3 separate regions of the Mus musculus genome follow, and regions 2 and 3 are each linked to region 1. The links are chromatin contacts, called in public capture Hi-C and promoter capture Hi-C maps. All regions are on one chromosome and are shown on one strand. Each heading gives the region's core, a stretch centred on a gene start, on an enhancer-like site or on the middle of the called end of the contact. The rest is flanking DNA. Distances are from core to core; before and after follow the strand shown.

Region 1 (4,293 bases), core at 1,286-3,785:
ATGCTGATGGCACATGCCATACCCACTTGTCCAACGCCCACTACAGTGATCTTGTTGTTCGGGACGGCAGCCTCATCATCTGCAACGGACGCAATGAGCTTCTCCTTAAGGGTTGCCATCTTGTCCTGCAAGAGAAGGGGCGATCAATGTGATTTACATGCACGGAATCTGACTGAGAAGTAGCCCAAAATGTCACAGCTTCAATTTTGAAAGTATAGCTCAACAGAAGCCCTGAAGGAACCACATCTCACCGAATGCAGGACTCAGTGCAAAGTTCTCCACCAGTTTAAACCAAAATGCTTCCCCAGAGCAGAGAGCTCCATGCAAGCCATTAAGTTGCCACCATCCCTTCTGTGACCTTTCTGCTGTAAGTGCAAACTACTGGCTAAAGATACAGATAATTATACTGAAGCAAGCTCGTTTCTTTCTTTTGTCCCTATAAGGAATTTGTGTTTAACCATGTTAACCAGCTAACTTATTTTTAAGCTTGTTTAAAGCCAATATGAATTGTAATTTTCATTACAAATAATTGTGGAAGACAAAGACTGATTTTTGTACTTAAAATCTCACAAAAGTTATGGCCCTGCCCTCCTGACAAAGTGTCTTCACAGAAAAGTTATCAATGTTAATAATCTACGCTGATTGCTTCCGTTTGTTTCTTTTTAGCGTGGTTCATCACAGCTGAGGCTCCCTATAGGTTCCACAGCCCAGCCAGTTCGTTCCCTTTACCTTCATTTTCACTTCTAATCTGTAAAGGGCTAAGTAACAAAACCTGGCTTAGTTAATGAACCCAGTAAGGAACCCTTAGTTGTCCAGAGTGAAGTACTTGAAGCAATCACAACTACTTTGCTCCATAACTTATTTTTGTTGTTTTAAAGCCTCCCTCCTAATGTGTACTGCTTCCAGAGCTATTTTAGAGATTTTAGAGGGTTATTTTAGCCTTAGAGAATTACACTTGTAGTTTTTTGGTGGGTGGGAAGATGAACTGCTGTGGGAGGGTTTGGACAAAGCACCAACCTTAAAATGAATCCAGTCAGGCCCTGTGTCTTAGGCAGTTTCAGCTGAGTAGCCTCAACAGTAAGAAAAGCAGAGCCTCCCCAAAGCCTGCCCACACCAAGTTTATTTTTGTTAGTTGGCTTAAAATCTGATAGGCTCCAGAGAACATTAGGAAGGCCTGGAGTCCCAACGTTTGGGAGGTGGAGGTAGGAGAGTCAGGAGAGGCCAAGGTCACCCTCCATCATCCTGGGATGCTATCTGAAACGCTGGAACGTTGAAGCTGTCCTGAAAACATTTTAAATCGCTTTGGGGAATTTCAAAAGCGGCAGTGTTGAAGATCCAGCAAGCACAGGCAGATATCTAGACTGAAGTTCAGCGTGTATTCTCCTCCCACCCCCACCTCCCACAGTGATAGAGAATGAGAAGAAAATAGTTTGCGTTGTAGCAAGCCTGTGTCAAATCAGGGAGTTGACTGTAGAGAGAAAGGAACAGGAAAAAACACCCTCGCCTCAGGGTGCCCCCACATTCCCATCTCCTGTGGATAAGAACCAGTGGTCTAGGTCAGAGGCTAAGGACGACTCCGCAGAGAATCACCTATGTTAACTCTTAATGCCCGGGTATGGCCTCCAATTTCTCCATTAAAACCAGTCATATCCTTCACCCTACCCCCGACCCCAGGTGCTGTCGGAGCTTGTTCAGTTCCGTGACACCCAAGCCACCTTTCCTCCTGTGCAAAGCAGGTCACGAGGGAGACACCAGCGCACACCTCGATTACGGTCTCCAGGGGGAAAGCCTAGGCTTCCACACTTAGCACAAGAAGTAAACAAAATCCTAGCGCATCTAAAGAGGCCCAGCAAGTACCCGGCTGCAGGGCGGGCAGCGTGAGAGGGGACGAAGCCTGGTGTTCCGGACCGAACTTTCCTTTATCCTCATTGCTAAAATAGCTGGGACCGTTCTCCATCACCAGGTGCAAGACCTTCCAACCTTCACAGGGACCCACCTAGACCTTGCTCGGTTCCCCGGCCACTGGGCGCGCTGCCCTGGCTTGCGCCCCAGGCTGCATCGCAGCTGATGGGTGATGTGCTAACTGCCAAGGACTTGAAGAGACTAGGTTTGACTTACCTTACGTTACAAGTCTTTCTATTGATAGCACACAGGCCCGAGACCACCCTGTGCTCAGGCTGTACCAAGGTGCAGACCGAGTCGGGAGCTCAGCTGCGCACCTCTGCTCGCTCGGCTTGCCACCCAAAACCACAAAGAAGAAATAGGTAGGGGCATGAATGCTCAGGGACAAAGGCCCCAAAGAGTGGATGTGTCGTACGTAGCTCCTTCCTCCTGTTCTGCCAAACAATAACACCTCTGCACTCCCTACTCCCACAACACACACCCTGATGTTCAGTTAAGTCAGGTTTTGGGATCCTGGATTCAGACCTACCAGAAAAGAGGAGGCTCTGCGGCGCGCTGAGGCAGGGGAGCCACTGCAAAGTCAGCAGGCTGCTGCTCTGCGGATCGCAGACTCCGGCTCTACAAGAAGGAGGAGGAGGAGGCGGGGCCGCGGCGCTCCAGCCTCCTAGCTTTCTCCATTGTGATTGGAAACCCGAGACGGGTCTATCCCTCCCCTCGGCTCGTTCAATCTCCTTCAAGGACAAGGCTGGAGTGTGCACGCGCTCTCCCCCGCTCTCTAAAGTTAGAGGTCACCTTCCGCTGAGGCACTTATTCCGTAAACCTGCCTCTCTGGCCTTCTGTACGGTCTCCATCTTGTGCTAATAGAAACCTATGTCTAGGTTGCATTCCGGCTCCACTTTAGAGCAGTCGCCTTGCTTAAGATGCTACTGATACATCACTCCAAAAGGCCTCGGAGCTTCTGAACTCTTTTCAGAAGTGGGGGTTTATACACGCCTGTTATCCCAGCACTGGTAAGGCTGAGTCCTGAGGGAAGTCAGGAGTTTGAGACCAGCCTAGGCCTCTCCATTAAGACTGTTTCAAACAAACAAAAACAAACTAACCCAGAAGAGAACAGATTTTTGGTCATTTAAAGTTCCTTCAATAAGACAGTAACCGCCCCTCCCCCTCTCCCCACACCTAATTCAACTAATAGCTGCCCAACAAGATCGAAGGTGCCTGATTTCTGCCTTTCACAGTTCCTCCAGGAAACTGCAAGGTCCCAAGAAAAAGCCTGGCCCCAGGGAGAAAAAATAAGAACCCTAAGAAAGATGTAACTTCCCTAGGAGTCGCTGAGCTGGTACAGTGTGTGTGTGTGTGTGTGTGTGTGAGAGAGAGAGAGAGAGAGAGAGAGAGAGAGAGAGAGAGAGCGCTTCGCATAGAACCCAGGAGCTCACAGTTTAGCAGGGAGTAGCATCCCCAGCCCTGTAATTGTCTTCCCACATTCTTAGCTCTTTGTCTCATCCAGCCCAGTGCCCGGTTCCTTATTCCAGCATGGATTAAGCAATCAGAAGTGTTGTGAAAATTTAGGGCAGTTGTGTTTTCTTAAGATAAAATTGTTTCCCCATCTAGCAAGCTCACTGGAGTTGCTGTGTGAGAATTTGCCTTTTGTTTTCTTTAAGTGTGTACCTCTTGTCAACGACTACTAACTCTATAAATAGAACTTCCCTCTGCCAAGCATTGAAGGTGTAAGTGTGAATATAACTGTGCTCTTTGGGTGCTGCCCTCTGCCCCAATTTTACTGAAAATTTGGGGGAGTCTGGGTAGAGCTATCACATTACTGGGGAGTAGAAGGAATTGTAGGAATTGAAGAAAAGGAGACTCTTTGATAGAGATGTGACAGGCAGCTATGGATGGGACTTTGGGGTAGAGTACAGCCTTAGTGTTTGGGGTTTGAATCCCAGCAGTGAAAAAGAGTATCAGTACCAGGAGCTGAAGGGGAAGGGGTGGCTAGGGGGAATTTTAGGGAAAGAATAGAGCTTTCCATCTGCAAGGTAAATGCTTAGGAAACATGCAGGCAACAAGGGCTAAAGTTAAAGTATATTGTTCTCGGGGAGTGAGGCGGGTTATAAAACCGAACCCAAATGTAAACTGAAATAGCAAAAGAGAGGCTGGGGTTTCCTCCTTTAAAACTATGTACGGAGAATGTTCCTATGTAGGAGTAGTGCTGCAGGGACCAAGACACACAAGACAGGATGCCTGCTAATGGCAATGTGCACACTGCTAGAGGGTTGCAAACATCAGCAAGTGATCACGCAGAATGTGCTCCTGAGCGGGCGAGGTGGCTCGTGCCCTTAGTCCCCCGAACTCGGGAGGCAGAGACAGACAACAGGCAGGTCTCTGAGTTCAAGGCCA
Region 2 (4,732 bases), core at 654-3,153, 95 kb before region 1:
CAGCCAGGCTGTACCAGGGGCTCTACCTGAAGACTCCATCAAACACAAAACATGCTAAGGAAGCCTGGGAGGTGCAACAATCTACAAGGTAGGAAGACCTGTGTCATCTGCACAAAAGAAGGAAACTCCACCACCCAATAACATCGTAATTCCACAAATCACAGCTCACACTACCCAGATTCATCATTTCCTCCCCTCAAAACGTGACTTTTTGCCGGCAGCTGTCGATGCTTGTTTTGACTTCCTCATATTTTATTTGAAATTTAGCCCACTCCAGTCTTGCCTCTTAACTTCAGACAGCAACATACTTCTAAGCCTCACATCTTGTATGGGCACACACACACACACACACACACACACACAAAACACTATGTGTGAAGTTAGAGGACAATTTACAGGAGTCAGTTTTCTCCTTCCACCACATGAGGCTCAGGTACAAAACTCAAGTTATTAATTAGGCTCAGCAGCCAGCACCTTTACCTGCCAGGCTGTGTCACCAGTCCCTTGGGCTCTCAACATCGCTGACCTGAAATGACTCCTTTGTTTCTGATCACTCTGCTGTTCATCGCCTCTTTTCTTGGACCTTTACTGTGCAGCTTCTGTATGTTTGCTTCCATAGCTCTGCCCATTCCTCTTAGGGATGCTTCACACATGCCCAATCTTTCCTCCACTTTTAAATTCTTAGAATTCTTGCAGTTCTTACAGTGGGTCACTTCAATGTTTAGAAAGGGAAAGACTAAGCTAACTGCCTCTTTGCTGGGCTCCTAAGTCTGGCATTTCCAGTCACCTGGCTTATGTTTCTACTTGCCTGTCGAATACACATTTTTCTTTCTGTGCGTTCATAATTTGGTTTCTTAGGAAGTCTCTGTGGTTCCTCTAAACTGTTTCATTTACCCACGCTTGAGCCAAAACTCTAAGTAACATCCTTGGCTGACTTATTTTCTCCTACCTACTCTCATGTCTGTCTTACCTGCTAGTCCTGTTTTCCACATCCAGTCATTTCTATCTCTCCATTCCTCCCACTCCTGGTCCAACCTTCCACCTCAGCCTTTTGCTTGAGACCATTTGAATATGTGCTAGCCAGTTCCAAGTGCCCTTCCTTGTGATGCCACCACCCCTACTCCACACAGTATTACTGCCTTCCTCTGCTTCAAATAAACCAAGCTATTTGCTGTTTCTGCTCTCTCTCTCTCTCTCTCTGTGTGTGTGTGTGTGTGTGTGTGTGTGGTGTGTCTGTCTGTCTGCCTGTCTGTAACTTGTAACTGGTATACTAATTTCAAATTCCCTGGAATCTTCTTTTTCAAATCTCCCTCTAAAATAACCCAGCACTGCCCTGTCATGTCATCTTGGCTGCCTTTACTTACTAACCTAAGCATGGTGCCAGTAGCGTAGAGAGAGTCCTCCCCTAACTAAAAGATTAGCTTGAGACCAAGAGGTAGGAGGTAGCCATTCAACACATATTTGTTAAATCACTGACTAGATGGACACTTGAGTAGATGAATGACTGGTGTCAAGTTCCTCTGAGGCTCGCTAACCTTTTGGTGTTCACAGGGGTGATTCATCTCCGCCCACAGTTACATTTGTTTCATTCATAATGGTGAAATGCATTGGGCAGCTAACAGGAAAAACAAAGGTGACGGTGCTGATACAGTCAGAATGTCTCCTGGCTGGTGTGGTCAGTTCCCAAACAAATGATATCCGCTCATCAATCATTGTCCTATTTCTGCCAATTAGACCTCCCCAGAGGAGTCATCAGGTCCGCTCAGTTCTGAAGATTGACAAGCTACCCTCGTGGTCTCCTCTCCTCTGTGCAGACTCCAACACTAGGAGTTTTTAAAGCCCGGGGGTTGTAACAAGTTTAGAAGACTGGAAGGTAGGGCGAGAGATTGTGGGGCTCTGGACAGGGTCGGAACATGAAGGTAAGCAGCAGATGTGTGCACCCGATATCTTTCCAGCTGTTCTATAAACTGTCTACCTTTCTATCTAGGTTATATGTACTGAGCATTGTAGTGACTGGACATTTGAAGAATAGTGCCTTTAAATAGTGCAACCTGATTTTGCTGAATAGAACTTATCCACCAATTCTTTATTTGGGTGAAGTTATGAAAATCATATCTTTCTAATTTTTAAAGTTACTCTTTATGGATTAACTAGAAGGTGGGATCATATACTGAGTGAAGTAAGGGGCCTACTGTCCTCTCTGAAGAGGAAGCAAAACGAAAACAAACAAACAAAAAACAAACAAAAAAACAAATGCAGCCACACTCCGTCCGATGAGGCTGTGTTTGGTCGATGTGTCTTGTAGGGGCCCAGCGTCCTGGCAGTGACAGCCGTGGTCCTTCTCCTGGTGCTGTCTGCGCTGGAAAACTCCAGCGGTGCTCCACAGGTAATGCAGAGAACACAAACCCCGGGTTCGGACTAGGCAGCCTCTGTTTTTGCTTTTTCCACCCGCTGCATTGTAATAACGATTCTTCTCTCCTCCCTGCACTGCAGCGACTCTCTGAGAAGAGGAACTGGACTCCCCAAGCTATGCTCTATCTGAAGGGTGCACGTGAGTTCCATACTCCTTATTCTCCTCACGGAGGGTGATGGGAGACATCCGGGGACTCCTAAGAGACAGGGTCACAGCCGGCTCCAGTAAATAATTAGGATTTCAGACAATCCAGAAACCATAGGAGTGGGCAGGTGGGACAAAAATACTCTGATGGCCAGAAACCCTCCCCCAAAGAGGTGTTTGGGGTCACTACTGTGACCTGGCACTCTCGAAGCTGAGGCAGGAGAAATGCTAGCTTGGGCTACCTAGTGGGCTCCAGGTCAAACTAAGATCCTGTCAGGGAAAAAAGGAAAAAGGAGGAGGGAGGAAATAAGAAAGAGCTGGAGAAGGGTTCAAGAAAGGCGAAATAAAGGAAAGGGGGGAGGGAAAAGTGGGGGATAAGAAGGAAGGAGAGGAGGGAGAAGGGGAGGGAATGAAGGAAAGCTGGCTGATTGAATTTAGAGAACTAATGATTGAACAAAGAAGGTGCCTGGTAGAGGAGCATAGAATGGCAAAAGAAGTTAGGAAGGGAGAGAGGAAGGGAAGGGGTGGAAGGAAAGAGAGAGGCACGCGCGAATCCCACTGGGGCTGCTCTCCGAATCGAGGTCGCATCCCTGGCGGGAACCCGCGATCTCCCTGATCCTGGGGTCTAGCTGTCTGCCTCAGTCCTCCTCGTGTCCCACCCCTCCCCCTTCCCACCCCCCGCAGAGGGCCGCCGCTTCCTCTCCGACCAGAGCCGTAGGAAGGAGCTTGCAGACCGGCCGCCTCCAGGTGAGCGAGCGCTGCGCCTATGGCGGGGTTCCACCTGCCCTGTCCCCTAGCAGGCGGCTAGTGAGCCCGGGTCCCCAAACTGGCAGGGTCTGTAGCACAGACACAGGGCAGAGAGAAGCCCCCTCTCCGGGTATTTCTGGAAAGAGCCTTGATCTTTCTCTTCCTAAATAGCAATTGCTACTAAATAATCACTTAGACATTTCAAGTATATCTTTCTCCTAAATGATTAGAAACAGCCGCCAAAGGTTTTTAACCAAACGCAATTAAGTTAAAAGCTATGAACGAATGATTGAGCCAGGTATGAATGACTGAGAGGAGGATCAGTTTTCTTCCGGGACAAACTCTAGATAAGCTATCCAATCTCAAGTCCTCAGCCCTAAATAGTTGTAGGAAACGCGGGGGGGGGGGGGAATCATAAATTACAGAGGATGCATAAGACGAGTTGGGGGACAGAGAGAGGGTGGAAACTATGCAAACAGTACTCATCATGTATGAAATTCTCCAAAAAACAAATTAATTAAGAAATAGGTTCAGGAACATTTTTTTTCCTTGATGAACTTAATGACATTGCAGTTTAAACAGAAGAAAAAATAATCTTGGTAAAATTTTGTATAGAAGTACCAAGAATAAAAGCTATACTTACTTGGAGAGATATTCAGCACTGCTTAGCATGCCGATAGCAGATGCTTTCAGCTTTTGTTTCAGTTCCTGAGTTTGCAGTGTGACTGGTCTTGTTTTTTAGGGTAGAATATGTTTCTTCTCTTCCTGCTACTTCCGATTAAAACTCCCAGCCTGTCCTAGATCAGGACCATGTCATCTGTCAACTTAAGTATGAAATAGACTGCAGCGGCATATCCCTGTGACCCAGTAAACATATAATTCAATAAAAGTGAAATAACTCTGACTATTTAGCCAGGGTCTCTTCATTCAAATAGCTAATTACCTCCTATGTGACCACGATTGTAATCGGTTATCTCAAATTGACTTGGAAGGGGGAAAGCAGGGAGATCCGGCTCCAATGAGATATTTTGGCCAAAACAACCTTCTTTAAGCTGTGAGAAGGAAAATGCACCCCCTTCTAAACCCTGGCGAGAGAAAGCTGTGTGGCCTCCTACTCATCTTCCTTTTGCTACATACTCCATACTCCCTAGCATTCATCCTCAGGTATAAACAAATGGAAGGTCACTGTGGTGGCAGCAAGATTGATCATCAGGCAAAGGCACCGGCCACCAAACCTGACTCCCTAAGTTCAATCCATAGGACCCACATATGAAAGGAGAGTCACACACATGCACACACACACACACACACACACGAATGCACTAAATAAAATGCAATATAAATGTTTAATAAACTTTTTTTTAAAAAAAATCAGCACATAGTATACAGAGTTTTTTCTAGTCTTGTATGGCAGAGTAAGATTCATGT
Region 3 (4,448 bases), core at 1,533-4,032, 110 kb after region 1:
AACCCCACTCATGTGAGGCTAAAATTACAGATACAATGAAGAGGTCCCTTCCACACGCCCACAGTAATGAAGCCACGTGGGCAAAAAAGCTTTGCTTTATGTGACAATCCATCTATGACATATGTTTCTGTACTACAGCACTTAGTTTTAAATAAACTTATTTTAAGTATAAGGGTGTTTTACCTCTGTGTGTGTGTGTGTGTGTGTGTGTGTGTGTGTGTGTGTGTGTGTGTACCACATTCACACCTGGTACTTGAGGAAGCCAGAAGAGAGCACTGGACTCCCTAGACCTGCAGTTGCAAGTCCTTGTAAGCAGATATATAGGAGCTGGGAATTGAACCCATGTCCACCAGAAGAGCAGCCCGTGACCTCAACAGTTGAGCCACCTCACTGGCCTCCGAGTTAGCTTTTGAGGGGTAATTCTACTCAGGAAAGTCCTCTAGTGAATCTCTGAAGTGCTGTGATATAAAGAATGCAAACAGAAGGTAAAATAACAAATATGTTTCATGCAATGTCTTTCAATGTGTCAAGGAGCTATGGAATGAAGGACAGAGTCTGCCCCTGCCATTTAAAAATGCAATCCCTTCTTTAGTCTGCAAGGAAACTGAATTCGTTTATACTCAGGTAGATTTGGTTGCTTTTTCTTGGTGGGGGTGGCGGTTAAAATTCTGGGTCAGACGCAGCCACTTTGAACTTGGCTGCTGTTTCTCTCCAGTTTGCCCTGCCCTTCCCTTTCCTGGCAGGCTCGGGTGCTGATATCTTGGTTTGGCTCTAAGAACAGGACATATGGTTTGCATGAAGATTCTTCTCCTACACTTGTCTGTGAACCTGCCATTGGGAAGTGCTAAGGGCAGCAGCCGTAGACATCTCACATCCAAGGAAAACGGCTTACCCCTAAATATCGCGCCTAATCTCAAAGCTAAGAAAGGCCAGACTCAAAGACAACTACTGTCATTGTCACATTACAGTTCTGAAAATCCACCCACAGAGATATTCTGTTAGTTCTACTATTCCAATATGATATTTCTCCCCAGAGAATAATGGGGATCTTTAAAAGAAGAAAGAAAACAGAAACTTCAAATAAAGAATCGTGGTCTAGTTGGAGTCTGGAAACCAAGCTTGGATTTTGTTATAGATTTTATGCAACCATGTATCTACCTTTCAGGAGTCTGTAACTCCTAAGTAACTCTGTCCCGATTTTTCCAGCCTTCACACCATCCTGAAAGATGCTTTAGTTGTTGTTTTTGTGTAACATAATTGTGCTCAGTTGGTCAATGAGCTCTCACTGACATGGTGGTAAAGGGAGGGTCTTTTCCACTGGTAATGAAGAGTCTCCACCACTTTTGCCAACCAATGAGAAGTCAGAGTAACTAAAGACATGGGCGGTGTAAGACTATCAATCTGTATCAATGTATTTTATGACCACTCTTGAACTTGGGAGTCTTCATTTTGACCCCTTTAAACTTCTTATATCATCTACCTTCTCTGGTTATGGGTTTGTTTTGTTTTTTTTTTTTAAATCTGCATCTGGTTGGAGATACAAATAATCTACAGCAGGGACTTAGATTAACTTGACAAACCCTACAGTCGCCTGGCTAGAGAGTTCCAGTGAGGGGTTATCTACACTGGGTAGTCCTTGGGCATGTCTGTGGGAAACTGTGTCCATTAAGTTAATTGATGTAGAAAGTCCTATACCACTGTGGGCAGTGCCACCCCCTAGGCAGGGGGTGTAAGAGTAGAGGAAGCAAGTGCGTGAGATTGTATTGCCCCCCCCCCCCTCTCTCCCTCTCCCTCTCTCTCTCTCCCTCTGCCCTTGACGGTGGTTATGATAGGACTAGTTCTTTAAAGTTTCTTCCTTGACTTCCCACAATGAGGGAGGCTAAGCAGGAATTGTAAGCTGAGATAAGCCCCTTTCTTCCCTCACTTGTGTTTTGATAGCATATTTTATCACAGCAACAAATCAAGCTAGACTTGCATACTAGGGCAATTCCGGCGCCTTCATTGTTATTTTAGGGACACGTCCATGAGGTACATGTTCTTATTCTTACTTTATAAGTGAAGAGGGATCTGGCACAGCAAGAACTTAATCTGGGACATGAAGTCCATACTGTGCCAGAGTCTGTGCTTATTCCTGTGTGTCACACAGGAGAGAAGACAGCAGTAGATGACTTAGTGGCTGACAGTTTTGTACTAACGTAACCCTCCATTGGCTTAAAACAAAAAAATCCACCTTCCCTTACAAGCTTGTCTGGATCAGTGAAGGACATCAGTGTACCTGGTCACTTGTCTTACAAAAAAAAAATGGCATTGTATAAATATTTACTATCCTGTGAACTTAGGTAGTTCGGAGGGTATAGAGAACACAGAGTGATTTTTGCTTTGGGGGCATTTTTGTGTGTGTGTGTGTGATTAGCTACAACATGAAAATAAATTTCATTTGGAACAAAACCAAACCTGATCTATTTTAAAGTCCAGTCAATGGAGGCCTGGTCCTGACTCTCCGTAGAAGGCTAGTTCCACCAAACATCTGCCTCTCCACGCGAAGCCTCCTGTCTGTTTGGTTTCCATTACGAAATCGCACAAGGAACATAATGAACGTACCGTCCTGACCTCCAGCCATCTGTTGGCTGCTGAGAGAAATAAGTAGGCAATGTTGTTCGTGTCTGTCAGCTCCAGCATGCGTTGCTTGAATCTGGTTTCATGCCTACAGAAAACAAAGACACCACAATGTTAGTCACCTAACAGGAGAATTAGAAAAAGCCAGTCACTGTTAACTACTGAATGGTTTGTAACAGAGTGACACATGGATGGGATGCGTGACAGGCGAGTGGACTCCAGAGTTGCTCTGCTGAGTTCTGGATAGAGTCCAAGAGGGCAAGTGTTTGCTCCATTTTCATGCTACAGCTATGAAAAGAAGCCATTGCGATGACAACTCTTCATTAAAAGTCACCACAGTATTGATGGATCCAATGTTGTGAGACTTGGCCTATGCCATCCGGGCTACAGAAATCACAGTATGTTCTACCTGTGTTTGAGGCATTTATTTCATTTTTCCAAATGATGTTGAGCTGGGCTGGATGAGAACCAATGGAGACAGAAAACCATACATTTACAACAGGTAAATATATCCCTTCAAATATATTCTTTTTCTTTGGCTCTTTTTTTTTTTAACCAAAGAAAGAAAGTAGGGTGCCAAGGAGCAGAAGATAGAGGGATCTTCTCACAGATGGCTGGCACAGCACAGGGTCTGTTTGCAGTGACCCTGTGAAAGCGAAGGAGATTTACTTTGGGTGATCTGAATAGAGACAGAGGGTGGGGAGAGGGAAGGGTCAAGCCAGGCTTCCCAGAGCACAGAAAAGATTGTCTTGGTATAGCTTTAGGGGTGAAGCTGGGTTTTGAGGGTGAACAAGGCACTGTAAATACTCTGAGTGGCATCAGAGAAAATCCTCCATCCTCTAGGGTTGGGAGATTTCTCACCCTAATAGTCGTGGTGATGGAGAGACATCAGATGTCCATGGGAAACTTAGGCTCATCCCTGTTGCTCAACATGATCAAACACAATTCTGTGTGGCTTACTTTACTAGCAGAACTAGCAATAACCTTCAACAAGCGTATGTCCTGTGTGAGCACGTCTCACCCTATACTTCCAACCCCTTGCACTACCATGTACAATGAATATATGCCATAGAAAGTTTGTTTTAAAAGTTAAGAAGACCCTTAAGCACTTGAACATCCTGGGTATGATTTCACACATACACACTAAAAAGAAAAAGAAACATATCTCTTCTACGTAACAAACATATCCTGACTTTGTAATCACTTTCCTTAAATAATAGACAAAACAGAGCTGACAAGCAACTGGTTTGAAAGTTGGTGCCATACCCAGCTGAGTTAGCTTCTTTCCTCCCTGTGGCCACAGCTGTTCTGACATAAGCCATCTATAGGTCATTTTGTAAGGAATTACTGACCCACTCACTAGTGAGCCCTACTTGCTAAAAGAATCCCCCCATTCCTGTAAAATCTTCCAGTAAAATTGCAAAACTTTTAAATAACTCATCACTTGTATCAAAGAACGAAGAAGTCCTGGGCGGGGTACATTTGGCCCACCATCAGAGTCCATACAGGCCAATATAAAGCAGATACTTGGTATCTCTCCAATCAATCTGACCATTCTAGTATGCCAAGCCAGAGAGATAATTTGGTGAGACAGCAGTGTCTGATCTACAACGATCAGAGTTTAGCAGTAAGAGCCAAACCATTACTTCAATTTGAGTTATGCAGCCTTGAACTAAATGCCACGTCCAGGGGGACCTATGTCAAAGAATGGCAACACCATGGCTTGGGACTGAACAGTCCAAGGAGCGTGTCTGTCTTCCACGTGACCTTAGGAGGGGTGACTATAGTGAGGAGCTAGAAGACAGAATGCCCTCTGAGGCCCTAGGATTCAC

The links. Capture Hi-C pulls out chosen DNA fragments and counts their contacts.
Region 2: a contact with region 1 is called in a capture Hi-C map of embryonic stem cells, with 3 times the contacts expected there. The contact joins the promoter of Spx here to the promoter of Ldhb in region 1. A contact is called at or near these places in 5 of 39 promoter capture datasets (the HPC-7 cell line, embryonic stem cells and liver), 7 of 484 Hi-C or Micro-C datasets (LSK cells, cranial neural crest, embryonic stem cells and 1 more), 7 of 115 datasets of contacts at active chromatin or transcription factors (embryonic stem cells and forebrain) and 4 of 9 other capture datasets (adipose tissue, embryonic stem cells, liver and 1 more).
Region 3: a promoter capture Hi-C map of pancreatic islet shows a contact between it and region 1. The contact joins the promoter of 5330439B14Rik here to the promoter of Ldhb in region 1. A contact is called at or near these places in 5 of 39 promoter capture datasets (hippocampal neurons, liver, pre-B cells and 1 more) and 3 of 9 other capture datasets (adipose tissue, liver and pancreatic islet).

The regions. Positions count from the first base shown.
Region 1 is chr6:142,505,422-142,509,714 of GRCm38.p6, forward strand. It overlaps Ldhb (lactate dehydrogenase B), which reads right to left and starts at 2,536. Exons shown (of 8, transcript NM_008492.3): 1 at 2,432-2,536; 2 at 1-125. The coding sequence starts at 119.
Region 2 is chr6:142,411,528-142,416,259 of GRCm38.p6, forward strand. It overlaps Spx (spexin hormone), which reads left to right and starts at 1,904. Exons shown (of 6, transcript NM_001242345.1): 1 at 1,904-1,919; 2 at 2,306-2,386; 3 at 2,494-2,551; 4 at 3,242-3,304. The coding sequence starts at 1,914. It also overlaps a transcript of Golt1b not described here.
Region 3 is chr6:142,611,813-142,616,260 of GRCm38.p6, forward strand. 5330439B14Rik (RIKEN cDNA 5330439B14 gene) reads left to right here and starts at 2,783. Exons shown (of 2, transcript NR_037679.1): 1 at 2,783-3,118. It overlaps Abcc9 (ATP-binding cassette, sub-family C (CFTR/MRP), member 9), which reads right to left. Exons shown (of 40, transcript NM_011511.2): 31 at 2,602-2,704.